5 separate regions of the Mus musculus genome follow, and regions 1, 2, 4 and 5 are each linked to region 3. The links are chromatin contacts, called in public HiChIP or PLAC-seq and promoter capture Hi-C maps. All regions are on one chromosome and are shown on one strand. The core of a region is the stretch at or near the end of the contact, and the rest is flanking DNA. Distances in the headings are between cores, read along the strand shown.

Region 1 (5,187 bases), core at 513-3,012, 610 kb before region 3:
GGGTCCGCCAGGGCCCTGTCCGGGGGTGCTGGGTGGGGAGGGGGTCACAACAGCCCAAGTGACAGGAAGATACAAACTGTAGGTAGAGCCACCTCCTTTCTTCCATCGTCCGAGCAGTCTGGGGATCAGACGTGAGTATATCCACAATGGGTGAGGACCAGGAAGAGCTGCCCAGAGAACCTGGAATGCCCAATACAAACTCAGGTTTGTGCTTTCTTAGAAACGTGGAGGTCTCTGTTAAGGCCTGCTGGTCTGACAGCATGGGTCCATGGAGGCTCAGAGGGTTGGGACCTGAGACCTTAGGGGTCAGGTCCTGAGAGGATGTAGGCCTGGTCTCCGTTCTCAACTCTGCCGCTAAGCCTTCTTTTGCTGGGATGGATGGTGCACTAGCTAGCAGGGTTCTTTATGCCTCTAAGACAGCTTCTTTCCAAGAGGTGGGACCCTGAGTGGAGGGATCCCCAAGGGAAAGGATTGCCACTGCAGATGTGCAGGGAAGGGCCTTTCTTGGCAGGTAATGGTTAAAATATGGAGAGAGTTCAGCAGGCAATGGCAGCTAGCTCTCCATCGACACAACACACACACACACACACACACACACACACACACACAGTGAGAGAGAGAGAGAGAGACAGACAGAGAGGGAAGAGGGAGGGAGACAGAGAGGAGAGAGAGAGAGAGAGAGAGAGAGAGAGAGAGAGAGAGAGAGAGAGAGAACTAGAATAGAATAAGGTCACCATTAAGGTAGTTTCTCTTCCTTAGCCGTCCCCTCAGCAGGAAGCAGGGACTTGGACCTTCTCCCTCTGTCCAGAGCTGTAGATGCCCTAAGGCCACACTGCACAGGACTGGCCTTTTCCAGGTCTGCAGGGAAAGTCTGATTGGAGGCTGGGATCCCAGACCTGAAGGTTAGGGCACCACTCACGGCTTGGGTGGAGATGGAGATTATTAGAGACCACAGTTCTTCCCTGCAGCCGCCTCCACGGGCTTGGGAAACAGGTGGCTTCCTTTAGGGTTACCGAGCTCTCGAGAGCCACAGCTCTATGCCACCCAGACAAGCTTAGGGTGGCAGGTACATCGCCTCCTTTGAGTTTGGCGAGAGACTCCTAGCTGCACTTGGAGACCTCCGGGCTGGGAGGCAAGTCGCGGGGGCGACCTCGGGCGCGGTTCGGAGTCAGGCTTGGCTCTCGCCTCGGGAGAAACGTCCCCTCTCCGACCCTGAGCACTCTCCGCCTTCTCTCTAGGCGCTGAGGAGAAGCGGCCCAGCGTGGTTTCCGCCTCCGCCAGACCACCCAGGCCCGCCCGCCAGGGCCTCCGCGCCCCCACCACAGGTCATACCCGGAAGGACCCGAGCCCCCGCGTCCGGCCCCTCCATCCGCCTGACCGCCCTCAGGGACTCAGCAGTCACTGCCAGAGCAGCCCCGCCCAGCGCCCCCGCCCTCCCACCTCTGTCTAGCCCCGGGGTCCTCCAGCTCACCTAGGTGCGGGAGTTACCAGGGTCACCTGGTGGCTCTTGTCATTGCGCCACCCTGCGGGCAGAACCCGGGTTTGGTTGCAATAGCGGATTCGAGCCCCACATTGGAGGGAGGGATGTTGGACTCAGGAACCTTGTGGATTAGCATCCTTGCCTGCCGCCCGAAAGTCAAGCCGTGCTGCTGAGATCCATGCACTGGGCAGTCAGTCACCCTTAGCCCTCTGACCCCGCCTCAGCCGAGGGATCAGGCTGCGGGGCGCCTGGCCCACGTGGTACGGAGGGTGGAGCGGGGTCGCAAGGCTTCTTTGGATTCGGGGCGGGGCATACAAGCTCCGCCTGGGGAGGACCTGCCAACCCGGACCGGGAGGGGCGGGGTTTCGACCACGGCTTAAAGAAACTTGTTGCGGGTCCCAGAACTGAGACTGAGCTACTGCGGCGGAGGAGCTGCTGCTGGGCCCCTGCGGTGAGGACAAAGATTGGGTCCTGCGTGGCAACCTTGGATTCTAGAGTGTCCTTCCACAGAGTGACCGGGCGCGACCCCTGCGTCCATCCCCACTGAGTGCCCCTCCGCGCGTGGCCCCGATGCTGGACATGAGTGAGGCCCGCGCCCAGCCTCCCTGCAGCCCGTCTGGCACCGCTAGCTCCATGTCACACGTGGAGGATTCGGACTCCGACGCGCCACCGTCGCCCGCGGGATCAGAGGGCCTGGGCCGCGCGGGGGGCGGCGGCCGAGGGGATACTGCTGAGGCAGCAGACGAACGCTTCCCAGCCTGCATCCGTGATGCCGTGTCGCAGGTGCTTAAGGGTTATGACTGGAGTCTGGTGCCTATGCCTGTGCGCGGCGGCGGTGGCGGCACGCTCAAGGCCAAGCCACACGTGAAGCGGCCCATGAATGCCTTCATGGTGTGGGCACAGGCGGCGCGCCGCAAGCTGGCGGACCAGTACCCGCATCTCCATAACGCAGAGCTCAGCAAGACCCTAGGCAAGCTGTGGCGGTGAGTGTGGGGACTCTTGACACTCAGGCTGAGGAAAGGAGTGACTTCGTGCCCCAGCTTGGGCTGTGCTCCTGGGCTGGTTCCAGGGTGGGTCTGGTCAACAGAGACACCAGGTGTGGGACTTTGGAGATGGACGGAGGCCAGTGCCTGGAGTGTGACCCTCCAGTCCTTTCTCCTCTCCTGGGATATCCTGCTGAGAACTGCAGAACTGGGGATCCTAGCATCGAGTGGCCACCACGGCCTGTAGGCATATTGGGTAGGCATCAAGCTGCTTTGTCCTGGGCAGAAGCTGGGACTCCGGGGTCCATGAGGAGTCCAAGTCCTCTGGCAGGTACTGCTCCCAGGCCACAGGAACCTGGAATTGGGGAAGGAAAGAGCAGGTGAAAGTGACAGGCTCAATGAGCACTTTGGCCTGAGAAAGGCAGGCATTATTGAAGACAGCTGCACAGTCCCACCTCCCAAGCTGCCTCTATTCGAGTTTGAAACAGTGTGTAGTAGTGATACTGGGCTGAGCAGGACAGCCAGGTTGTCTTGCCCTCTCAGCTTGGCCGGCAAGTTGAGGTTCAAGGTCGAGAGATTCTCAGGGTGTGTGTGTGTGTGCTCTGAGGACAATCTCCCGGAGTTTCTCCATCACTCCTGGCAACTTGGGATGGCTGGTTTCCAGAAAGCCTTCCTTGCCTTTGTCGAAGTATAGTTTTCACTGGGTCCTGTTGTCTTTCTTGAGAGAGATTGGTGGTGGTGGTGGTAGCGGCGGCGGTGGTAGCAGTGGTGGGTGACTGGATGAGCAAATAGTGCTGGAAAGGGGGACTTCGGGAAAGATGGAGAATTGGGGTCTTGGTCCTTAGACCACACTGTTGGGCTCTGCCCCACTGGTGTCGGAGTTCTCAGCAGGAGGGCAGGTTACCCCTTGGAGGGTATCCTGAGCTCTCCAGCACCCTATCCTGTGCTCCAACTGTCTGACTGCAGGCAGCAGTGTTTGCTGGCGCTGCCTAGGTCCTTGGCAAGTCTGGAGCTCCGTGGGCATCCTCGCTCTACTGTGTTTTCTGTAGCTTGCTGAGTGAAAGCGAGAAGAGGCCGTTTGTGGAGGAGGCCGAGAGGCTCCGTGTGCAGCACAAGAAAGACCACCCAGATTACAAATACCAGCCAAGGCGAAGGAAGAGTGTGAAGACTGGCCGGAGCGACTCAGACTCTGGTACTGAACTGGGCCACCACCCTGGTGGTCCCATGTACAAAGCTGATGCAGTGCTCGGCGAGGCACACCATCACAGTGACCACCACACAGGTGGGCTCCAGGACCCTTAGCATGGGGGACGGGCAATAGCAGGACTGATCTGGAGTGTGGGTAGGTCTTCCCTCCATGGTTGGCAGTCTGAGGAGGGCTGGGTCTTCCCCGATCCCTTGTAAAAAAAAAAAAAAAAAAAAAAAAAAAAAAACCTCTGGATGTAGCTATTTCTTATGTACAAAAGGAGGGAGCTGCCTAGCTCCATCTAGCACTCTGGAGATGTCTACCGTCACCGGGACTTACTCACAATCTGCCTCCACTCTACAGTAACAACAGCGTGGGTCAATAGCCCCAGCCTCAGAATCAGGCTGGTGGGTGGGGTCCCAGCAGCTAAGCAGCCGAAGTGAAGCTGGAGGCAGGCCGGCTGTGAGCTTCCGTTTACTGGGCTGTGGTGGGGAAAGAACGGGGTTGTGTGGGTTCGCCTTGGTCCAGTGCCCAGGGCCAAGCATTCCAAAAGTGCCCCATTAATGCTAGTTCTGGTGGGGCCGGCTGGCCACCTTCCATCCCCCCACCCAGGTCTTCAGGGAGGAGCCTTGGGTCTTCCCACAGCACAGTGCCAAACGGAATTTTCTCAGCCAGTAAGTGAGGGCTAGGTCTGAGTTTGCAGGAATTTCTGGGAAGGTAAGGAAACAAAAAGCCGTTGATTTGTACCTGTGGCAGTTACCAGGGTTCCTGGTGTCACCCACCAGCTCCACCCTGGTCCCACAGAAGGAGCATTCATCCTTGCAATATACTTTCTTCCTCAGGCCAGACCCATGGGCCACCCACCCCACCCACTACCCCCAAGACGGACCTGCACCAGGCGAGCAATGGAAGCAAGCAAGAGCTAAGGCTGGAAGGGCGCCGCCTAGTGGACAGCGGGCGCCAGAACATCGACTTCAGCAATGTGGACATCTCCGAGCTCAGCAGCGAGGTTATCAGTAACATGGATACCTTCGATGTCCATGAATTTGACCAGTACTTGCCCCTCAATGGCCACTCAGCCCTGCCCACAGAGCCCAGCCAGGCCACTGCCTCTGGCTCCTATGGAGGCGCTTCCTACTCGCACTCCGGGGCAACCGGCATAGGGGCATCCCCTGTGTGGGCCCACAAGGGAGCTCCCTCGGCTTCAGCTTCGCCCACAGAGGCAGGACCCCTTCGGCCACAGATCAAGACGGAGCAGCTGAGTCCTAGCCACTACAACGACCAGTCACATGGCTCACCTGGCCGTGCTGACTATGGCTCTTACAGTGCCCAGGCCAGCGTCACCACAGCTGCCTCTGCCACGGCTGCCAGCTCCTTCGCCAGCGCACAGTGTGATTACACTGACCTGCAGGCTTCCAACTACTACAGCCCCTACCCTGGCTACCCTCCCAGCCTCTACCAATACCCTTACTTCCATTCATCCCGTCGGCCCTATGCCTCGCCACTGCTCAATGGGCTCTCTATGCCACCCGCACACA
Region 2 (5,748 bases), core at 461-2,960, 610 kb after region 3:
GAAGCCACTTTCTTGTGAGTAAATTAGTGCCATTTGAAGATCTCTACGGGCAGGGATCATCTAGTGACTCAGAATCATGCCTGGAGCCTTGCGCATTAGAAGACTGATGAACGTACCTGAGAGTTCTAGAATGTGGCTCTAGGCAGACTCAGTGTATCAAAGGAACCCCCTGCCAATTGCCAGAAGCAGGGCTGAAGGAGAAACCATAAAGCCCATAAAGGCCAAACTAAGGCCTTCCCAGTTAAGACCAAGTCAAAATAGTTTCTATGTGACAGCCTGGTCAATGTAACAGGGAAAGTTAGTGGCTTGTTAAGAAGAACTCCAGCTACCTGGTCATGCTCTGAAAGGCTGTTCTGTCAGAATGGTGGAATGCCGCCTGCCCTAGAGGAAGATATTATCTGTTTGCAAGGGCTCAATTCAAACCAATGTGGGTGAGGGGGATTCCCATGACACTCATTTTTTTAAAAATCAACTTTTCCTCTCCCCACCCTGTCTCTTACTTCCCACGAGGCAAGCTTTCTAAAATGGTTTCAGTCTTTTCAAGCTTACAAATGGCAACACCAAACAAAACTCTCTGGATGAAATAAGGCTGCTTAGGAGACAGGGGCAGAATTCAGTTCCTTAAGCCTTGCCTGGGTCTCCACATTGTTACTACAAAGCCCCAGTCACTCATTGGGAGAGCATTTCCTGAGTGCTCCTCACGTTACAAACACCAAGTCCCTATTTATGATACAAGAACCGTTCAGGCCTGGAGGCAAAGGGACAGACAGAAATACCTTTTAAGACAAAGCCCAAATGGGCCACACACAGGGAAAGCTCAAGCGTGCAGTACCAGGGACCTGACCCCCAGGCTGGAGCCCTGACCCCCAGGAACTAGTCGAAGTTCGGGGTCGGTCATTCTGAGCACCAACACCAAACACCGAGACACTTGACCAGAGCACAGTTGCTGTAGTTGCTGTGGTTCCCCCTTCCGAGTTCTGTATTGCACATTGAGGGCTTCGCCAACTTCAACCCCTATCAAAGCATCCCTTGAACCCTACGTTAAAGTTCATGAAAACGAAGATGCTGAAGCTTGAAGAACTGGGAGGAATTCCATCCAGGACCAGCACTGGCCGGTTGAGCCTGGAGCATTCCGCCGGCCTGCTGTGTCGCAGCCCGCAAAGCGCCTGAGGGCGGCGGCTGTCTGTCCACCTGCCAGGCCCGCACAATAGACCCCGTAACGACCCAGCGGTCTGTGCGGGTTCCTGCGAGCCCCGCGACCCCGCTATAGCGGGGACACACCCAGCATGAGGACGCCAAGACAGCTACACCTGCAGCAATACGAAGGGTCAGTCCGCGAGCCCGCAGGTCCCGGCGATAGGCAGGGGCTCGGAGGCCCCAGGTTGGGGCGCTGCCCGCTGGCAGAGTGGAGACCCGGGCAAGGACGGGAAATCTCAGAGCCCCGAGCTAGCGCGCGAGTGACAAGTCCTAGTGACACTCACCGACCCTCAGCGCCAGGGTGGCGGCGGTCTGCGCAGCTCTCTCGCCAGGTTCCCTCCCTTAGACTCCCGGTCCTGCTCCAGCCTTGCTGGGGCGGTTGCGGCCGAAGCTGACAACTGAGGCGGCGGGGCAGAGAGGAGGCGCCTGCGACAGGCGCGGGTGGAAGAACGCACCAGGAAGCTCCGGCTCCTGGAGGGGGTGGGGGGGCGCGTCGGAGCGCGCGTGCGCACTGGGCCGCCCCTGCAGGTGCCCCGGGTTTGCCCCCGGCCGGCTCAGCCTCGCCTAAGCTCTGGATTCAGCGTCTGCGCAGTGCCTGGCACATGTTGCCCAGCTCCGACAGAGGGCGCTCTGCGTAGCGCGTGCACCCCTCCCAGTTCAACATTCCGGATCGTGCGTCTGCGCAGTACTCCACGCAGGTCTCACCTCCAGTGGGCAAGCGCTTGTAGGGTGGGGTGAGCGTGCGTGATGGGTTGCCCCTGCGGGTTTTCTCCGCATCCGCCACTGATCGTGCAGCACGCCCTTGCTCGCGTCCAGCAAACAGTAGGCGTTAGTTTGGGGCTCTGAGCCCCGGGGTCGCTGGCCTGAAGCTCATCTCTGGACAAATGTGTTTCAAAGCAGTTGAGGCTGTAACATCAAGAATCTCACTTTCGCAGCGGGATTCAAGTTCCTCTTTCTCTTCAGGGCTCTCTCCCCATCTCACTCTTGTCACCAAGAGAAAGTGCTACTTTCTGCTCTCAGCAGGAGGAACCCAAGCCCTAGTGAGGTTAGGTCTAGGAACCTTTCAGAGGCGACAGCCCACAGCTAGGAAAGGGAAAGTCACGGTCCAGCCCAGCAGCACCACTAGGAGAATACAGTCAGGGTGGGAGGGGGTTCTCAGGGATCTGGGTCTCCTCAGGCAGAAGGCAGGGCGTCGGGGTCTCTTGGGCGGTAGAGTTTCCTCGGACAGGAGATTGGGGCGTTAGGATTTCTTCAGGCAGTAGACAGGCATGGAGGTGGGAGGGGGTTGTGGTTCCTTCAGACAGTAGGATGCGAACATCTGTGTGCCCTCGGCCCAGGCAGGAGGGAATGGCATTGGAATCACAGGTTGCTGCAGCTTGGGCATCCGCGCGGCTGGCCCGGGAGAAGCGGGGTTGAGCGTGGGCGTGGCCGTGTCGCGGGGCCAACAGTCGTCGAGGGCGATCCAGCGGGTCCTTCAGTGCCCGTGGCCACGGACAGGGTGCCTGCGGTGAGTGAGGCGCAGCCCTCCCCGGATTCCGGGCTGCGGACCAGACCTGCCTAGCCTTAAGGTAACCCTGGGATCGTGACTTCCGAATCAATGCCAGTTACACTGTGGTCATAACCTCTCGCTCTCTAGGGTCCTGTATGGCTAACCAGAAGATGGACTCCCTAAGAAAAGAGCCCTTGCCTGGTACATGGTCAGTTCCCTGGGGTCCTAGAACACCTTGTCCAGAAATGCTCTAGTCAAGTTTGCCGAATAAAGGGAGTCTCAAAGACCTGGCTTCAGGTCTTGAGTCCTTCACTAGTGTATTCAAGTCATTGTATTTTCCAGAATCTTAATTTCTCATTCCTAAAATTGAAATGGTAGTAATAGCGTATTCAAAGGTTGCGGTTCCCCCACAACCACCACTTTTTTTCCAAAGTGAAATGAGAAAAGTGCATGCTTAAGGGATTATCATCATGCCTGGCACTTAAATGGCAGTATGTGCCTGTTGTAACAAGCATGTAGCGGTGTGTGTTGGGGGAGATGGGGGGACAATTAAAGCAAGGTGGGGATTTGGATTATTGGTGTGCTGTAAACATCTCCAAAAGACTTTGTCCCCAAAGACTTTCTCTCCATCATCCTTCCAACCCAAAATGTCTCTCCCATTCTCTATTTCATGATAGGAGGTGTATGAATCTGGCTGACTGGAACTGGACGTTAAACTTAATCGCTTTTCTTTCAAAACAGTACTTGCCATTTTCAACTTAAATTCTTTAGTCCTTTCCAAACCTAAGCCTAGTTCTGCAGAACTAAATCTAGGAACAGAGCTGGGTGACTTAGAATTCCCTTAGGCAAAGGCGAGGTTGAGAGTATTCGTGATGCGTGTTCCTCAGAATCTCACAAAGTAGGTGTCTGGTGTCAAAGTCTCATTTTATTGTGTATTGAGGAGTACAGATGAAACTGGTAAAGGAAGTATTGAAACAGCCATCTAACACCAAATTCAAAGTCCTCAACAATGTATTGTTAGAACTGAATATATTGTTATTTGAAACTAATGTAAACACAATCACACGGAAATGTGTGTACATCATTGACTATGACAGTGAGTTATGTAGGCTTGTTCTATTAAATATCCAGGCAGCACAGAAACTGTAGCAACACTGCCATAGTGGTCTTTGTGTGAATCTCTATCTTGCTTCAAGTGTAGTTTGCATAGCTTTTAATCATCTAGAAGTTTTAGAGGTGTTTCATATAGATGATTAGTATATTCACAAATTTAAAATTTAGCAAGTATTATATAAATATATTCTTCAAATTTTAAAACAAAAGGCCACTTTTTTTATAACTGCCATCCTCTTCCCATGCCATTTGTTCAGTAAATACTCTCTCTATAATTTTGTACCTGTTTATGTAAATATATAGATTTATCTATAGATGTAAATTGGACACGTGACATTTGCATCTCTCTCTTCTCTCTCTTTCTCTCTCTCTCTGCCAGATGTCCCACCTTCTAATCTGTCTGAGCCCATTGGCTAAACAGCATTATTTTACAGACAGGAATACTTTCACACAGTGCACAAGAGATTTTCTCTGCACAGTTCTTGTGGTACTCAAGTTCACAGCCACACTTTTGGCATCCTGCCTTAGGATATAAGTTCTGTGTGTTTTCTTACCATTGTGGTACAATCTGCATGAGCTGATGAAACCACAGGGACCACTGCCAAAGCTTGGCACAGCCAGAGCTTGGTGCTATGTGGACTTTCAGCTTCCAAAGCTGTAAACCTCTTTTACTTATTCTCATACGTTTCATTATAGTAAGACAAAACCAATACGATGATTTGAAGGTTTTTTGTTTGTTTGTTTTTTGTATTTTGAGACAGTTTCTCTGTGTAAACCTGGCTGTCCTGGAACTCACTCTGTAGACCAGGCTGGCCTTCAACCCAGAGATCTGCCTGCCTCCAGAATGCTGGGATTAAAGGCGTACACCACCACCACCCAGCTGTTTTTTCATTTGATGTTTGTTTGTTTGTTTGTTTGTTTTTAATATAGGTGTAGCTTGTTATAGTGGCACCTCCTAAGTACTTTATCCTATTTTAATATTTATTTTACTATTTTTATGTGTCTGGCTGGTTCTTTCTCACTCTTTCCCTCCCTCTGTGGTGTGTGTGTGTGTGTGTGTGTGTGTGTGTGTGTGTGTGTGTGTGTGTGTGTGTGTAGGTACGTACGTATGTACATGCATGTTTGAGTACCTGCAGAGGCCAGAAGAGCATGTCAGATCTTCTCGAGCTGTAGGTGCAGGCTGTTGTCAGCTGCTGCACGTGGATGCTGGGACGTGAGCTTGGGTCTTCAGGAAAGCAGGATGGACTCTTAAGTGCTAAGCCAACCCTCTCGTCCACAGATCTCATTTTTAAAGGCAGGGTCTTTCACTGAAATTGGAGCCAATTCTCATATATTTCATTATATCTGCCTGCCTCTGCCCCGCTAGTGCAAGGATGGCAGGCATGTGCTGCCATGCCTGACTTTCACATGGGTACTGAGGACTGAACTAAGGTCCTGCAAGCATTTTCCGCAGCAAATTTTTAATCCACTGAGCCATTTCTTGAGCCATCTCCCCAGTCCTGAAATAAAGAACATTTCTTTGCTTAAATATGCTAAGAAGAAAAATAAACATGAAAAGCAGATGGAGGTTGTGGTGAAGGAGTGTAGGTGATCTGACTCGAACTCTGTTGTTCTTGTCATTGCACAGAAAATAAGTTGCAAAATGGCAAGATCAGACGCCATGTTTGTGCTGCCATGGCTCTTGCAAAAAGTCAGGCAGGGCAAGGAATGATAAGAATTGAGGGGGTGGGGCTAGAGAGATAGCTCAGCGGTTAAAAGCATTGACTGCTCTTCTGAAGGTCCTGAGTTCAAATTCCAGCAACCACATGGTGGCTCACAACCATCCATGATGAGATCTGACGCCCTCTTCTGGTGTGTGGTGCATCTGAAGACAGCTACAGTCTACTTACAGATAAGAAAAATAAATCTTTGGGTTGGAGAAAAAAAATCAAGGGGGTGAAAGGGTGAAA
Region 3 (5,702 bases), core at 493-2,992:
ACTGGTTTGCTCATCATCGCCACATTAAAGGACAAATGGTGGCATTTGTAGCAGAGAATCAGTGGATACAACGTCTCCCAGCGTAAGCAAATATCCATGCATAAAACCTGAAAACTGCTAAAGGTTAGAGTTTTTTAAAAAACAAAACAAAAACAGCAAGGCAGGCTCCTGGGTTCTACATCTTCCTTCTCTTCCTTCCATCAGTTTGGATGGTTGGCGTTCACTCGGGCTTCCTCTCCTCATTGGAACTTAGTGTGACTTACATGCGGTCATTCTTTGAGAAAATCTTTTGTTAATATTAATGTTTCTTAGACATGTTGATTCATCTTTTTAAAAGATGGGGAACCTGTATCTTTGGTGCTTGGCATGGATTGTGTCCTAGAGAAGATGCTCAGGCGAGCTGAAGTCCATAGATCCTGTCGGGCATAGTACTTGCTCAGGGAGTGGGACTTTGGGACATTTCATCTGTTGGTCAACCTTTTTTCCTACCCTCCTCTTCTTTTTCATTCCTTGTGATAGCCTCTGCTAGGGGAGGTGTCATTCAGTTCAATAGCATTTTTAACCAAACCATATTATTAGAAATGGTCAAAATAAGTTTAGAAGGAAATTGTTTTATGTACTTTAAAAACAAATCTCCCAGATGCATTCATGAGGAAATACCGTACTTTGTCTTAATTTAAAAAAAAAAAAAAAACACTTTAAAAAAGGAAAGAAACCCACAGTATACCTTTCCCAGAGGCTAGCCTGGTGTGGTCAGTCCAGTTTTGGAAGCACTGCCCCAGCCAGACCCTTATTCTTTCGTAAGATCACTGGCTGGAGGGGTGCCCCCAGCAGGCAGAGCTCAGTGCTGTTTGCTTTGATAATCGTTAAGCCATATCATCTGAGGTTTCCGGCTTGAGATGTGAATTTGTTTTATAGACTATAAATATACAGTGTATGTATAAAGCAGAATGCCTGTCCTTCTGATTATTTTTTGTACCATATTGTAAATTACATTATTTATTCTTTACCAATTTTTTGGGAATAAAAGGTGTTTTGGTTATTTAATAAACAAGAACTGTTAAAACTTCGGCTAAAATTTCCAGTTCGGCTTGTAAATGTTTTTATTGTGCATAAATACATACTAATACTTCATCTAATGTCTGTCTTTTGTGCCTGCTTTCAAAGCCAGTATGCTTAGGGTATTCCAACAGGCACAGTGTAATGAGATGAGCTCTAAGGCCTGGAGGTGCCCTGGAGGTGAGGGTGAGCAAACAGGTAGGCATCAGAGATTCAGCGATTGAGTGACCGCTGAATGCGGAATTCATTACAGAATTCGCTGCTTCTGTTATGGGTATGTTGTGCGCTTCCATGAACCTTTCCTCCCGAAGGTGCTGTAACCCCAAAGAAGCCTTCCGCTACCACCGGCCAGAAACTTCCTAGTGCCATCCAGCCCGGGATAGGTCGGCCAGAAAATGCGGATTCGCATGCGGAGGCGTGTTGGCTGGGGGTGGGGCGAGCTGTGAACCAATGCCCACGCCTGAGGCCATGAGAGGCGCCCCCTGCAGCCAATCGGCTGTAAGCGCGATGCGGGCCTCCAAGCCTCCCTCTCCTTGGGGGCGGGAGGGAGGAGTGGGGCACGACTCTACGATAGGCTGCAGAGACATGATTGGCGCGAGAGGCGTCCAACTGGCTTGGGCGGGTCAGGGTACCTGCGCGGGACCAAGCGGGAACCGCCGCGCGGCGGCTGTGAAAGCGCGGGGCGGCGGCCGACATGTTCCAGGGCGCGGACAGCCAAGCTGGCAAGTCGGGTTCCAGGTGCGCGGACCGGTGCTGGGGCCCGGGTGGGCGCATAGCCGCAGCCACGTGGCGGGCGGGAGACCCTACAAGTGCGGTGGGTGTGGCGCGGGGCTCCCCTGAGGATACTGTGCGCGCTCTCCCGCAGGGCCTTGCAGGAAGGCTGTGGGGTTAGAGCGGAGTGGAGACCGGGCGGCGGGATTAAGACACGTGGCTCTCCTGAAGTGCTTGCTCAGGACAGACGCTAGCCGGGCGCTCCGAGCTGTTTGCCGCTTCCTGAGCCCTTCCCTTGTCCAGTTTGGTTGGTCATGACGACCTTTGAATGTGGCTGAGTAGCGGCAGCGTTCTCAGACCCAACCCACGACCAGGTGTTTGTTGGATGCACTACTGACTGCTACACCCTGGGCGGGGACCTTCCCTACACAGTTTCCTCTAGGCTTTCTGTCTGATCTGCTTTGAGTTGATCAAATGAAACTGGTGTTCGAATGACTTTACGAGCTCCAGGAATTAATTGTTGAATAGGCGTCCATGGAGAGGATTTTAGGAAAAGGAGGAAATCCCCATTTGAGTTGATAAAATGAAACTGGTGTTCGAATGACTTTACGAGCTCCAGGAGTTAATTGTTGAGTAGGCGTCCATGGAGAGGAATTTAGGAAAAGGAGGAAATACCCACTTGATAGCGGGATGAGGGGGAAAGGGGAGCTACCTTAACTGGATAATGAAGCGCAATTGGAAGCCTCAGTCTGGGCCATATTAGATAGAAAGCGTGCTTTGGATGGCAACTTAGGCAGGTTGGAGAAGATAGCAGCACATAGTCCGACTGATTGCTACAAAGCCTGAGTCTGTAAGGTCTGTCTGTACTCCAGGGTTTCCTTTCGTCTAACCCTGTCTTTTGTCTCCTCAGCAGAGGGATTTTCTTGTGCTGGAGATGTTTGAACTGTAAAAGCGTTATGGTATTACTGTCATTCATCCACAAAAATTACTAACCATGAAGAACACGTCACCCCCCACCCGGTCTATTTCTCATGGCTTTGTCCCAGATTTTCTCATTAGTTCCTAGTTCTTATGAAACTCATCATTCCAGGGAGGCCTGGGAGCGCTGACAACCGTCGATATTTTCTTTCTCTCCAGTGCCATAGTTCATTTGAACTCTGGCTTTTCATCTTTGCCTATATCCCTTATATTTTCTCGATAACTTGAGTATTTCTACTGAAACATTTAAAGGGTACTACAAAAGGAAAAAGTAATTGGAATTATGGATTTGGTCCTAAAGTCTGAGTTGACTAATCTGGCCCTAGAACCTTCCACTCCACTGGTGTTACTGTGATTAATGGCTGCTAGTGGCTTCCAGAAGGCCACACTGTGCCATTGTTCTGGGCCCTATTTGTTGAAAGGCCCATTTGTGAGACCCTGCAGGGGCAACCTTAAGACTTGCATTGCTGCTGTAGGCTTTGAAGCTTGTGCTTGCTCCATTGTCTTTGAGATGGAGGTGGACACTGCTCTTGCCCAAGTGGCTCATTATTTTAGTACACAAAGCAATACTAAATCCTTACTTTCAATACCCATATTAAGTTCAAAAGCTAGTTCCTATATTCCCGTAACAGACTCAATTTGGGCCTCATCTCTGGAGATGGTTTTGAGGCTCCTGCTTCTGTTGTATCACATACATGGAACACATACCATTGACACACACGTCTGGCTGTCGGTATCTTGTGTCTGAATAACCACAGAGTGACTGGGAAGGTGAGAGTGTAGAGTGAGGGTCTGCCGGGGTCAAACCTCCACAGGGTAGGATGCTGGTGGCTTCATGTAAAATGAGATTATTAAAATAAAGCTAGGAGTATTCACACTTGTAATCCTAGCACTCGGGACATGGAGGTAGAGAATATGAGTTCAGGGTTGTCACTCACTACATAGTGAATTTGAGCACTTCAAGATCCTGACTCAGCTCTTTCCAACCCCCAATAAGAAAATAAATGGCTGGGCAGTGGTGGCGCATGCCTTTAATCCCAGCACTTGGGAGGAAGAGGCAGGTGGATTTCTGAGTTTGAGACCAGCCTGGTCTACAAAGTGAGTTCCAGGACAGCCAGGCGATACAGAGAAACCCAGTCTCAAAACACCAGAGAGAGAGAGAGCGAGAGAGAGCGGGAAAGAAAGAAAGAAAGAAAGAAAGAAAGAAAGAAAGAAAGAAAGAAAGAAAGAAAGAAAGAAAGAAAGAAAGAAAGAGAAAAGAGGAGACTAGACCCAAGGCTGTTAGACCTGACCGCCCAGAAGAAGATGGTCAGAATAAGATCTAAAGATGGGCGTGGAAGTCAGGTAGTCTTAACTTACCCATCAACTGCTTTGTATGGTCTACAATCTTGTTAAGTTCTTTGTAGTGGGCCAAGCTCCCCCATCCCCACCTCCTCCCCCCTTTTCAAAGGAACTTCTATCCCTTTCTAAGACCCTTCAAGAAATAGTAACGGTTGGTGGGGTAGGTTTGATACATCCTCTTTCCCCTTCCTCCTAAGAAGACAGTGACCTGGCATCTGTGACTGGCACACTTTACACTTCCCTCCCTGCCTTAGGCTGACTGAGAACTTCACACCCATTACATTGCAATGATAGACAGCCTTTTAGCTCTTTGAATGAAACAAACACATTTTAGGTACTTTTGTTTTTAATGAAGTCTTTGAGTGGTCACTGTTTTACGTAGCTGTTCAGTCAGTCCTAACCTCCAGTCTTGCTTTTATGTGGTAGTCTTTGATTTTAAATATTTTTCTAAATATTTGAGGTCATGCAGTCTCAGTGGTTAGGCCTACTGTGAGAAGGTGAAACTAGGTGCAGTACACACACCTTTAATTCTTGTAGTGGGAGGCAGAGCAGAGCTTTCTGTGAGTTGGAGGCTAGTCAGGTATACATAGAGTTCTAGGACAGCCACAGCTTCTTCAGCTGCGTAGGTAACCATAGATCAGAGCAGGGAGGGAGGCAGGATGAATATAGGCCATTCACCGATTTAAAATTCACTTTCAAGTGGCCTCTCTTCAAAATTCATGTCTTATTTTTTAGATGGTCTCTGGTAGCCTTTACTGACTTTGAATTCACTCTATAGTGGAGGATCAGTTTTGGTTTTAGTTTTGAGGCAGTCTCTTTACGTAGGTAGTCCTGGCTGTCTTGGAACTCACTGTGTCACCACCGATCCACCTGCCTCTGCCTCCTGGATGCTGGGACTAAAGGCATGAGCCACCATGCCTGACTAAGGATAACTTTTGAACTACTGATCTTTCTACCTCCACCTTCCAAGTGGTGGGATCACAGGTATTAGCTTGCATGCATGACTGAAAGGCATTTTAAAAGTCTAACCAGGTATCTGAAATATGCATATGAAGTCTTTCACCATATTGCAGTTGTATACCCGTGCTCTGGACATCAGAGCAGAGCTTTCAGGTAATGCCATAGGTCTTCGGCTGCTGCATTCAAAACAAGCAACTTTTTAGACTTCTCATTAGCTCTAGACGAAGTTCCCAAAGTTTGGGACTTTAGGTGGAAACTACTGTTTGTAGCTAAGGCATAGAAACCACATTTTTGTGGGTGTTTGTTTAAAAGCTGTGCTTGTAGAATATCAGAGTTTAAAGAGGAATGGTCATTCCATAAGGACATGCTGCCAGTGGGTGATGGTTTTTTCTTTCTAGTCTAGGCATTTCAATGGCTACACCAAACATTCCAATATAGATCCCTACAATGAGTCTTTTAAGTCAGGAATTACCGTCAGGGATGATGGATCTAAGATAAAGAGAAACATGGTATTTGTTAAAAGGCACATAAGGAGTCTGAATTAAAACCCAATCAAAGGAACTAGGGGTTAAACAAGGGTAGCCCCTTTACCTTAATACTCGGTCACGCCTGACTCCTCTTATTAGAATCTATAAATTCTGGCAGAGAAGTCT
Region 4 (5,407 bases), core at 1,259-3,758, 760 kb before region 3:
GTATCTTGCCTCACCCACCTGGGTAGGAATGTGGAAGAGGTCTGCCGCTTCCCTGAACTACCTGCCCGAAAGCCCCTCACCTACCAGGCTAAGCAGCTTATTGCTCGGGAGATTGAAATGGAGAAGATGCGCAGGGCAGAGGCTTTGGCCTGGGCTCGAAGTGGCCCCCAGGTAAGTTTGTCCCCGGTGTTGAGACAGCATACAACATCAGTGGTTTGGCCTTGGCTAGCCGACTCTCATGCTTCCATTCAGGTGGACCAGGGCTCCTCAGGGCCTGCAAGTCTGTGGACAGACAGTGGGGAAAAGGGGACAAGGCAGCCTGTCCCACGTAACCATGAGCAGCGCCTAGAACACATCATGACGAGAGCAACCGTGCAGGAGCAGGTGTGTGTGTGTTGGGGGTAGGGCTGGAGCAAGATGATTACCGGAGGGTGGGGCTTGCCCCAATCCCAAGGAGCCACCTGTTGCTCTCAGAAAGTGGGCAGTGGTTAGTAGAGGTCCTCCTAGTCGCAGGCCTTGCTCAGAGGCCTTGGGAGTCTCCTCTCACATGGGAAAGGCCTAGGTGTGCCTGCTTGTTCACTGGCAAGCTGACGGCCCTCTTTTCTGCTAGCCTGAGAGGGACTTCTTTGGACGTGTGGTCATCAGGAAAGTGGCAGTCCCGAGCAGAGGTGTGTATGGGTCACAGAAGGAAGGGAGGGGGTGGAGACATAGGCTGGGGTCTGCTGAGGTGCAAACCTTTTGGTCCCTGCAGAGGTTGAGGCCCCCCAGAAGGACGCGGACGAGTGGCGCATGGGTGTGGCAGTGGGCAGGAGTGAGGTGTGGTTCCGGTTCAACGAGGGCGTCTCAAATGCTGTTCGGCGCAGCCTGTACATCAGGGACCTGCTGTAGCCCCACTGCCCCAGGACATCAGATCGCACTGGCTCCCACAGGGAATGGACTAAAGCAGAGACACCCGGAGAAGTCTATTTATAAAGTCACACCTTACAGAGAGTGTGGGTCAGGCTCATAGGATGGTGCACTTGGCCTTCTCTACCCAAGGGTTGTTCTTCATCAGGTCTGGGTTCAGGAAGGGGTCCTTGGGGATTCCATCCTCAATCCACTTGAGAAGCCTGTGAGTGGGGAGTGTCAGTGAGTGTCGGTCATTCCCGTGGCACCTGCCTACTGGGGGTGTGAGGTCCTGGTTCACACAAGGGGCAGTGGCTGGGCAGGTAAATGACAGACATCATGGGGCACTCACTCGGGGATGGTCTTGGACGACATCTCCCTCTTGAAGGCCAGTTGGTACTTGAGGCTCTCTACCTCCTTCTTCATCTGGGGCACATCCCACTCCTCCATGGCGTCGGGGGCGTCGGTGGTAGCCAGCCTGAGGCTGGTGGGCAGGAGAAGCGAAAAGAGCTGGGTCTGCAGCCCCCACCCCCACGCCACCCTCAGCCCCAGGACAGAGGGAGATCCTGGGACCATACCACCCATTGGTCCTTCCTGAGGTCTGGAGTGATGTTGGCAAAGAGCCCGAAGAGGGCCACAGGGACCCACTAACAAGACCCCTGAGCCTTCTCTACCCAGTGGGGCTGATTAGCTGCAGAGCAAACTTTCCGTTCTTGGCTGGGCAAATGAGCCTGAGAAGGCCCAGCCCTGGATTGGGAGGACAGACTCATCCCTGCCTAGGGAGGTTAAAAGATGGACTTCTGAGTACCCAGGGCAGCCCCCACCCCCCTTCCAGACCCACTTCTAACTCAGACCCTGGGTGCTGCGATGAGAGCCCTGAGATGCTGGGTGCTGCCTGGCCCTCCTGGATGCCTGTTTTGCATGGGTAAAGAGGCTGAGAGGCCAAGTTAATCTCGGGGCTGGGAGGATTTGTCTGCAATTTGCATGTAGGGTGGGGTATGTGCAGAATGTCTGGGGACACAGGCCTTTCAGCAAGCCCAGGACTTGGGAGGTGGGTAGCCTTCCTGAGACCAGTGTTTTCAGATCCAGTCACTGACCTGACTAGGGAGAGCTGTCAGTTGGAGCACAACGGGCCTCCCTTTACCCCTCCCTAGCTAGTTGCACTCCAAAAGACCAAGTCTCTGGTTCTCCCTCCAATCACAGCTTCCACGACCTTGAGAGGGGTCTGGCACCGAGTACCAGACACATCCGGGCTAAGCTTCCATCCCGGGATACTGAGCTGAGCTGGCCTTGGGGAGAGCCTAGGACCCAGCCTTTAGAGTGGCCCATCCTAAAGAGGTCCTGGCAGGGCTCGCAAGGAACCAGTGAGAGGTTGGGTGGGCTAGTATTCCTGGTTGTGTGGGGCCACCTGCAGAGTACCTTTCCCAGAGACCCCCAAGTTACAGTGCCCCACCCTGCTAGGTTCTCCCGCGCCCCACACGCCGACAGGCACGTGGGCGGAGGATCAGCTGCGGGTCCTCCACAAATGGGAGCATCTGGGCTGGGGGCATGGCCCACCACTGGCCCTACCTGCGCTGCTGCCGCCGCCGGAGCCCGGCCGCCGGTGCACCCCGAGACGCCCCCGGCCAGGCGCACGGCGGCGCACACGGGCACTGCGGGCGGCGCGCACGGCGCAGGACAGACGCGCCCCCGTCGCGCAGCGATGGCTCCTGCGCCGCTGGACTCGATCTGTCGGCCGCCCCGCCCCTGAGGCCCGGAGGCAGTTGCCCTGGTCCCAGTAGTTAGAATTAGCCTAGGGGCCCCACCTGGTCAAGCCCTAGAGCCCTGGAGTCTGTTTCCCCCTCAGTGTGAGGTTTCTGTTCATCGGACTTACTTTTGGAGGAGACAGCAAAAGCAGAGATGACAAGGGCCGAGGGATCTGTGGAGTGAGGCTGGGCTGTCCGAGTCCGGGGAGCCCAGGCAGCCGCCCCGCCCACTCTTGCCACCTGGGGCCTTGGTACCGCCTTTACAGGGTTGGGCTGACCCCAAGAGCTCCCTGGGCTGCTCCTACAGCTTTGGCAGGTCTCCCCTGGGGTGGGACATGCAGCAGTGGGAGCTAGTCCCGTCTCTCCTGGGTCAGCTACAACTGCTGGCAACCCAGTTTGACAATCTTGTGATACTGGGACCAGAGCCCTAAACAGCAAAATATGCCCCACCCAACAAGGCTTCTCTGGTCAGGGCCCTCCTATGCAGGGCACTCCAATGCAGGCAGCTGAGAAGAGGGGGTGGGGGCAGAGCACTTCCCACTGTGGTCTTGCAGCCCACCTGGTGCAGGTGACCTTCAGTGTTGTCCACTTATGGGAGGCTGGGGGGCATCCCGCAGAATTCCACGACAAGAGCCTCACCTAGAAGGGGTTCAGGCCTCCCTCCATAGCACTCCCACCTTCTGGCGCCTTCCTCATTCCCAGGCAATGACTTCAAAAGAACCCACGGTTGGATAGTGCGTGGGGGCCTCGGGTGTGAAGGGTCACCCATCTCCAGCTTTGGGTAGATTAAAAGTTAGCTTAGGGGGTGAGTAGGTCAGTTTCTTAGCTGATGCTGGATGGCCTTTGGGTAGGGAGAAGAGTACTTCCTCAGCCACAGGATTTTGAGCCCTGTGCCCGGCGGCAGCCACCTCCCTATTTCTCAGAGACTCTGTAACGGGGGCAGGGGGCTAGCCCTGCCTTCAACTAACCAGAGCAGCGCCTCCCTTTCCCAGTGTTACTGTCAGAGGTACACCTCACCAACTCTTGTGGGAGCTGTGCTCTGGGGACCTTCATATGACGCAGGCTGCAACAGCAACCCGTGGGGGAGGGGCAAGCCTGTCCTGGGAGGCAGGGCCAGTACCTTGCTAAGTATTCTGGGTCCTCTGAGGGCTGGAGGTTTGTTGAGTGGCCCTTACCTAGACAACAGGATAGGTCAGAGTTAGAGGAACAGAAGGAGTTCAGAGCTCACCCTGCCCAGGAGATGGCCTGGACCCCTGCAGGTATGATCAAAAGACAGACCAGGTCCCTGTCCCTTGGACTCTCAGGACCATCAGTCACACAGCAGGCTTCCCTGGTGTTGATCAGTGAAATGGGGTCACCAAGCTTCCCTGGCCCCTGATGTGCATCAACATGTGGTTAGATCAGGAGGCATCCCTGGAACTGGGGCACGCTAGGGAGCGGAGAGATTACTTATCATGGATTTGGGGGTTGGAGGAGCTTAAGGTTAATGGTGCCAGGCCTCAGGGCAGATGTCGTTCTTCCTGGTAGGGTGGAGGACTGTCATATCTCCTGGGACCTGTGCTCACTCTCCCTCCCCATGCCTTTTGTGTGCCCTGATCTAGATGCACACCCTAACACTTAGGCTACCATGGGTGTCTGGCAGGAGAAAAGCTGGGAGAGCCACCAGAGCACAGTGACAATAGGGAGGAAGGGGGCCAGCCACTCTAGAGGCTGAAGGACTAGGTGACCTCCAGAGGGCCCCAGGCTGCCTACATTCACTGGGATGAGGTAATGTTTCTGACTGCACTCCAATGGGACAATCTGAACCCTCAGGTGGTTTCCACGGCTTGGGTGAGTTCCTATTGCTGAGACAGTAGGTAGTGAGACCGGCCTGCTTCAGTGTCCCCAACCCAGCCCCAAGGCTCAGGATTCAGGCTTTATGACTGTTTGTTTGTTTGAGACAGGGTTTCTCTGTGTAGCCCTGGTTGTCCTGGAACTCCCTCTGTAGACCAGGTTGGCCTCAAACTCAGAAATCCGCCTGCCTCTGCTTCCAAGTGCTGGGATTAAAGGCCTGTGCCACCACTGCCCGACTTTATACAATTTATTAGACTCAGAGAAGTCAGTTAGGGGCTGACCGAGATAAGGAAGTGAGTCCTGGAGCGGCAACAGGTCCTAGAGGTAGTCAGGTCTTGGATCCCTATCGAGAGGGCCCCCCCACCCTCCACAATGGAGGCCGGGGGGCATCTTAGGGTGCACTGGTGGCTGGGCTCTGGCTGCAACAGCAGCACAGGTAGGGCCAGTGGTAGGCCATGCCCCCAGCCCAGGTGCTCCCATCTGTGCAGGACCCACAATTGGGATCCACATCTGTTAGCCAGGTGAGGTAGGTCCTTTAATTCAAGCACTTGGGAGGCAGGGAATCTCTGTGAATTTTAGGCCAGCCTGATTTACATAGTTCCTGGTGAGCTAAAGTCTCAGAAACATCAAGAATCCATCATAAACAAACAAACAAACAAACAACCTCCAAAGATACCATCTGTTCTGAACTCATGAGTCCCTGTCTGGGCTGAAACAATGACCCCATGACTCCTTAGTTCCCATCCTTCTACCCAAGTGGAAACTTCCTAAATGTTCATCCCAGTCCTCTCAAGCAGGAAGCAGTGTGGAGGGGTCTTGATGCTAGAGCACAGTGGTAACAGGATACAAAAGATTTGTAAGATGCTGGCTGTAGCGGCATATACTTTTACTCCTAGTACTTTCAAGGCAGGAGGATCTCTCCGATTTGAGGGCATGCTGGTCTA
Region 5 (5,061 bases), core at 1,872-4,371, 910 kb before region 3:
CGTGGTTGTCACCAGTATCGGACAGCTAGTCCTCTACAATGCTCAGTTGGAGGATGCGGGCCTGTATACCTGCACTGCACGAAACGCTGCCGGCCTGCTGCGGGCCGACTTTCCCCTTTCCGTTTTACAGCGGGCAACTACTCAGGACAGGGACCCAGGTATCCCAGCCTTGGCTGAGTGCCAGGCCGACACACAAGCCTGTGTTGGGCCACCTACTCCCCATCATGTCCTTTGGCGCTTTGACCCACAGAGAGGCAGCTGCATGACATTCCCAGCCCTCAGATGTGATGGGGCTGCCCGGGGCTTTGAGACCTATGAGGCATGCCAGCAGGCCTGTGTTCGTGGCCCCGGGGATGTCTGTGCACTGCCTGCAGTTCAGGGGCCCTGCCAGGGCTGGGAGCCACGCTGGGCCTACAGCCCACTGCTACAGCAGTGCCACCCCTTTGTATACAGTGGCTGTGAAGGAAACAGCAATAACTTTGAGACCCGGGAGAGCTGTGAGGATGCTTGCCCTGTACCACGCACACCACCCTGTCGTGCCTGCCGCCTCAAGAGCAAGCTGGCTCTGAGCTTGTGCCGCAGTGACTTTGCCATCGTGGGGAGACTCACAGAGGTCCTGGAGGAGCCCGAGGCTGCAGGCGGCATAGCTCGTGTGGCCTTGGATGATGTGCTAAAGGACGACAAGATGGGCCTCAAGTTCTTGGGCACCAAATACCTGGAGGTGACATTGAGTGGCATGGACTGGGCCTGCCCATGCCCCAACGTGACAGCTGTCGATGGGCCACTGGTCATCATGGGTGAGGTTCGTGAAGGTGTGGCTGTGTTGGACGCCAACAGCTATGTCCGTGCTGCCAGCGAGAAGCGAGTCAAGAAGATTGTGGAACTGCTCGAGAAGAAGGCTTGTGAACTGCTCAACCGCTTCCAAGACTAGTTTTATGCACGATCCCCATCCCTGCCCTCCTTCCTGCTGAATAAATGTCCTTGCCTGTGGGAGTCATAGCCTCTGGGTCCCTTCTAGCTGCAGCGCCCCCACCCCCACCCCCACCAGCACCATCTCCACCCCACTCCCACCAACACTATCTCCACCCCACTCCCCACCCCCACCAGCACCATCTCCACCCCACTCCCACCCCCACCAGCACCATCTCCACCCCACTCCCACCAACACTATCTCCACCCCACTCCTCACCCCCACCAGCACTGTCTCCACCGCACCCCCACCAGCCCTATCTATTCAGTTGGAATCCTTCCAGTAGATGGAGCTTCCAGTTCCTAGTTGAGGTCACCAAGTAGCACCAACTCACTCTTGGGAGCCCTCAGACAGACATACAAGCTTGTCTCCAGGGACATAGGAGAAAGTCAGCTCAGTCCTGCTTCAGCTACACCCACCCCAAGCCCTAATCATCTCCCAGACCGGTCCCCTTTCGCCCTCTCCCAGGTATTCCCAGCAAGCAATGTGGTATAGATAGCCCACAGTGGGCTGGAAAGGATTTATTTTAAGGCCCCTTCAGAACAGGTTCTCTACAGCCCTGTGGCCACCAGACCAGGAGGGGCTAATTTATCCCAAGGACTGAGGGAGGGGCTGAGGTCTAGCTTGTACCGTGACAACTTTTGACAGAGATGCTATTCTTTCCGAAAAATCAGGCACTTGTTGTTGGCTGGCATGTCCACCTGGAAAAACGCTTTGCTGGAGTGACTTGGTTTTTTTTTTGTTGTTGTTGTTTTTGGTTTTTTCGAGACAGGGTTTCTCTGTGTAGCCTTGGCTGTCCTGGAACTCACTCTGCCTCCCAAGTGCTGGGATTACAGGCGTGCGCCACCATGCCAGGCTGGAGTGACTCTTAATCACAGGGAGGCTCCCCACCCCCACATCGCCCTGCCTACCATCCTCTCCAGGACCAAGCCACTGGCCTGGCCTAGTTCCTCCAGAAGGACTGTGTCACGAAGCCCCCACTCTGGGTTCCTGCAGTTGGGGAGGAAGGTAGAAGGCATTTGCAGAGTTGAGGTTATGATCCCGCCTACCCTCTCTCTGAGCCAAGCTACCTCCTAGCCAGATCTGACCTGCATCTGAGGGTCAGGTCAAAGTCCACGTTGCTCTGGGGAGAGATCTTCCCATTGACGGCATAGGGCTGTGAGAACAAGACACAATACATAGGCCCAAAGTCAGTCGTTCCCACACAGCTAGTTTGCAGGATAGGATGGAGTTCTTTCCATAGGAGTATAGAAAGAATAACTTTTTTCTGCACTCAAGAAGGAAAAGGGCTAGCTAGGTCCCGGGCCCTGGGCTTCAAGAGTGGGGAAACACCCAAGGCTGATAGGGGTGTCTTAAGGTAGGGTCACTCACCCCGTAGGTGATCAGCACAGCCTTGGTTTTGAGCAGGTGTCCTGCTGCTCTAAAGAGCCCCTGCAGAGGAAGGCAAGTAGGGCACAGTAAGCCGGGAGCTGGAGACTCATGCTTTCCTCTTTGCAACGTGAAAGCTGGGCTCCACAGTGGTCCCCACCTCTGTGCAGTTCAGGGGGCTGATGTGGATCATATTGATGCAGAGCAACAGGTCCAGCGATCGGGGTGGGATGCCGCCCCATTGCTCCCACTCCCAGGTCACGTCCAGGTACAGCGGAGCCTTCACATTGGACAACCCTTGGGCTCGGGTGGTGGCGGCAATGCTGTGGAGAGCAGCAGCGCATGGGCAAGGGCTGACGAGGCCCCTCAGTGATCGGGGTGTGGGGGGAAAGTCCTGAGGAGCAGCAAGCGGGTATCTTTGTCGACCCTACAGCCCATTGCTTCTACTACCTCAGTCTGGCACCCAAACCTAGGCCTGTCCTGATTTCCGGTCTGCCAGCCCCGCCGTTCACTCAGCCCCAAGCGGCCGCAAGGGAAAGACACCGCGCCGCCGCACCTGTCCAGGCAGCGTTGGTCCACGTCCGACGGCTGCCACTCGGCATTCGGGAAGGCCTGTGCAAAGTGTGCCGCGTGCTGTCCAGAGCCCGAGGCCACCTCGAGCACGCGAACACAGCGCTGGGCAGGATCCACATACTGGCGGAGTACGGACAGGATGGGCTCCTTGTTTCTCTCAGCAGCCGCAGCCATCATCATCGCAGCGGTGCGGCCAGCCCCAGCCAGAATGCGCGCGGGGCACCACGGGAGCTGTGGTCCAGCTCCTGCGCGGGGCACTACGGGAGTTGTGGTCGAAAGGGCCAGCCGCTTGCAACAGTATAACTGTTAGGAGGCCTCTCAACTCCTAAAAGGGTTTGCATCTGCGGGAAACTGATTCCGGCGGCCGGGATTTAGCGGTGACTTCGGACAAGGAACAAGGCTCGAGTAGAGGCTATGGTTTCCTGGAGTCTTTCAGCTGTATTTGTTTAAAAGCTCATTTGTTGCGTTTGCGCCTCACCTTTTTTGGAATGGTGTTTAAGATTGCAAGGCATCCTTCCTTTTCAGAGATGAACGGGAAAATAAAAAGAACATGCGCCGCCCGGGAATCGAACCCGGGTCGCAAGAATGGGAATCTTGCATGATACCACTACACCAGCGGCGCTGTTGAGCGAGACTGCAGTCCGTAGGGCATACGAATTGTGACGCAAGCATGTTAATGTAACAGCATTATGCCTGTGTCTTTTCTGTTGCGCTCCGTTTCTCTATTGGCAAGCGTTTGCAGAACAACATATCCCACCAGATCCCAAAGTGTTGTTGCTGTCGTCCAAGGGAAAGGAGAAAATGTGGGTACCGTGAGATTTATAGACAGGATTTGGTTCTGCGCCATGGAAACCATAGCGGTCGCGATCTCTTGGAAGCCTGAGGTCGCGCTCAGGTCCTGAGGTTCAACAAGCCAAGCCTTGTGGGCATGGGCGGTAACAGAATGGAGCTTGGGGAACCCAGATGCAGGAATCCTCGGGTCTGGGACACTTTGGGCTCAGATGAGCTTTGTGTGACGCTGAGACGGCTGGCATTAGCTCGAGGTCCACGGATAGATAGCAGGAGGCGGTCAGTGACTATTGAAATGAAATTCGAAGCGACAAGTGCACGGACAAGGGTACTTCTCTGATTCTCACCTTTGTGTGGTTTGAAGTGGTTCATTTCTCACAGGGGCTGGATTTTAGAAAATGTCCGAGACGTTCACGCTTGATTGCCAACAGTTAGTTCAAAGGTTGCGTGGGCTACTCTGCCCCATACTACATCATGGAGCTCAGGGTTAAACATGGCTCCTGCTTGGGGCTGTGTTTGAGGTGTCTATTCAGCCGGAGTGACCAGGGGTGTGAGTGTAGTCAAACTGTTAAACTATGTGAGTGACATGGCCCAAGGATGAGATATAGGGTGGCCACTCTAGAAATGCCTCTGAAAAGTTATCAGTCCAGACTCGGGGAAAGTCCTGAAGTCCAACCCCTCACCCACTCTGAGCAGCCCCTGACAGATGGTTATGGATGTCTGACATTGGTAGTGACCTTGACTGGACCTGAGTCAGACTCTCCCTTTTACAGCCTCAGCCTCTGCATACCTGGCTTGCTTTTCCCATAGATTATTCGTGGGATTTTGGGCAGAGGAGCTGGGGGTGTGAGCATCTTCCATATGTCCAAGTTCAGGAGAGGTCGTGGATGATTCTTTCTCTCCATCAAAGTGCAACACTGTTCTAAACATGCCCTGTCTCAAGGAGAGCCCCTGGAAGAGGGCCTGGGACAGCCAGGGAGCTACTTAAATTTCAACTGGGGCCTGTTGGTGGTGGTACTGGAGAGTCAGAGGCTAGTCCACAGTGAGAGAAACTGTCTGGAAAACAAAACAAACAAAACAAAACAAAGAATCAAAATTAATTCTTTTTTTTTTTTTTTTTTTTGGTTTTTCGAGACAGGGTTTCTCTGTATAGCCCTGCCTGTCCTGGAGCTCACTTTGTAGACCAGGCTGGCCTCGAACTCAGAAATCTGCCTGCCTCTGCCTCCTGAGTGCTGGGATTAAAGGCATGCGCCACCACGCCGGCCAAAACTAGTTCCTAAAGCATCGCGTAGCATATACACATTTAGTCTCAGCACACAGAGAAACCCTGTCTGAAAAATAAACAAACAAAAAACCAGGAA

Evidence for each region. Promoter capture Hi-C pulls out the DNA fragments that hold promoters and counts their contacts. HiChIP or PLAC-seq counts read pairs in DNA pulled down with a chosen protein or histone mark.
Region 1: a contact with region 3 is called in a promoter capture Hi-C map of pre-B cells, with 3 times the contacts expected there. The contact joins the promoter of Cerox1 here to the promoter of Jpt2 in region 3. A contact is called at or near these places in 2 of 39 promoter capture datasets (embryonic stem cells and pre-B cells) and 2 of 115 datasets of contacts at active chromatin or transcription factors (bone marrow-derived macrophages and embryonic forebrain).
Region 2: a promoter capture Hi-C map of liver shows a contact between it and region 3, with 2.4 times the contacts expected there. The contact joins the promoter of Abca3 here to the promoter of Jpt2 in region 3. A contact is called at or near these places in 1 of 39 promoter capture datasets (liver) and 1 of 115 datasets of contacts at active chromatin or transcription factors (pancreatic cancer cells).
Region 4: a contact with region 3 is called in an H3K27ac HiChIP or PLAC-seq map of microglia, with 7 times the contacts expected there. The contact joins the promoter of Gng13 here to the promoter of Jpt2 in region 3. A contact is called at or near these places in 4 of 39 promoter capture datasets (embryonic stem cells, hippocampal neurons and pre-B cells), 2 of 115 datasets of contacts at active chromatin or transcription factors (astrocytes and microglia) and 3 of 9 other capture datasets (adipose tissue, embryonic stem cells and liver).
Region 5: a promoter capture Hi-C map of liver shows a contact between it and region 3, with 3 times the contacts expected there. The contact joins the promoter of Mettl26 here to the promoter of Jpt2 in region 3. A contact is called at or near these places in 4 of 39 promoter capture datasets (embryonic stem cells, hematopoietic stem and progenitor cells, liver and 1 more), 1 of 484 Hi-C or Micro-C datasets (B cells) and 1 of 115 datasets of contacts at active chromatin or transcription factors (stem cell-derived neural progenitor cells).

What each region holds. Positions count from the first base shown.
Region 1 is chr17:25,567,386-25,572,572 of GRCm38.p6, reverse strand. It overlaps Cerox1 (cytoplasmic endogenous regulator of oxidative phosphorylation 1), which reads right to left and starts at 1,762. Exons shown (of 2, transcript NR_045176.1): 1 at 1,472-1,762. Sox8 (SRY (sex determining region Y)-box 8) reads left to right here and starts at 1,887. Exons shown (of 3, transcript NM_011447.3): 1 at 1,887-2,463; 2 at 3,513-3,745; 3 at 4,492-5,187. The coding sequence starts at 2,051.
Region 2 is chr17:24,347,985-24,353,732 of GRCm38.p6, reverse strand. Abca3 (ATP-binding cassette, sub-family A (ABC1), member 3) reads right to left here and starts at 1,710. Exons shown (of 33, transcript NM_013855.3): 1 at 1,482-1,710. It overlaps Abca17 (ATP-binding cassette, sub-family A (ABC1), member 17), which reads left to right and starts at 2,674. Exons shown (of 31, transcript NM_001031621.3): 1 at 2,674-2,765.
Region 3 is chr17:24,956,663-24,962,364 of GRCm38.p6, reverse strand. It overlaps Jpt2 (Jupiter microtubule associated homolog 2), which reads left to right and starts at 1,742. Exons shown (of 5, transcript NM_198937.2): 1 at 1,742-1,797. The coding sequence starts at 1,754. It overlaps Cramp1l (cramped chromatin regulator homolog 1), which reads left to right. Exons shown (of 21, transcript NM_020608.3): 21 at 1-1,139.
Region 4 is chr17:25,714,629-25,720,035 of GRCm38.p6, reverse strand. Gng13 (guanine nucleotide binding protein (G protein), gamma 13) reads right to left here and starts at 2,508. Exons shown (of 3, transcript NM_001357782.1): 1 at 2,455-2,508; 2 at 1,238-1,369; 3 at 934-1,109. The coding sequence starts at 1,335. The coding sequence ends at 1,004. It overlaps Chtf18 (CTF18, chromosome transmission fidelity factor 18), which reads left to right. Exons shown (of 22, transcript NM_145409.2): 19 at 27-171; 20 at 253-384; 21 at 611-668; 22 at 752-1,006. The coding sequence ends at 888.
Region 5 is chr17:25,873,560-25,878,620 of GRCm38.p6, reverse strand. Mettl26 (methyltransferase like 26) reads right to left here and starts at 3,121. Exons shown (of 6, transcript NM_026686.2): 1 at 2,895-3,121; 2 at 2,499-2,661; 3 at 2,342-2,401; 4 at 2,059-2,126; 5 at 1,882-1,960; 6 at 1,458-1,671. The coding sequence starts at 3,091. The coding sequence ends at 1,624. n-TGccc7 (a tRNA gene) reads right to left here and starts at 3,533; the gene lies at 3,463-3,533. Wfikkn1 (WAP, FS, Ig, KU, and NTR-containing protein 1) reads left to right here. Exons shown (of 2, transcript NM_001100454.1): 2 at 1-993. The coding sequence ends at 931.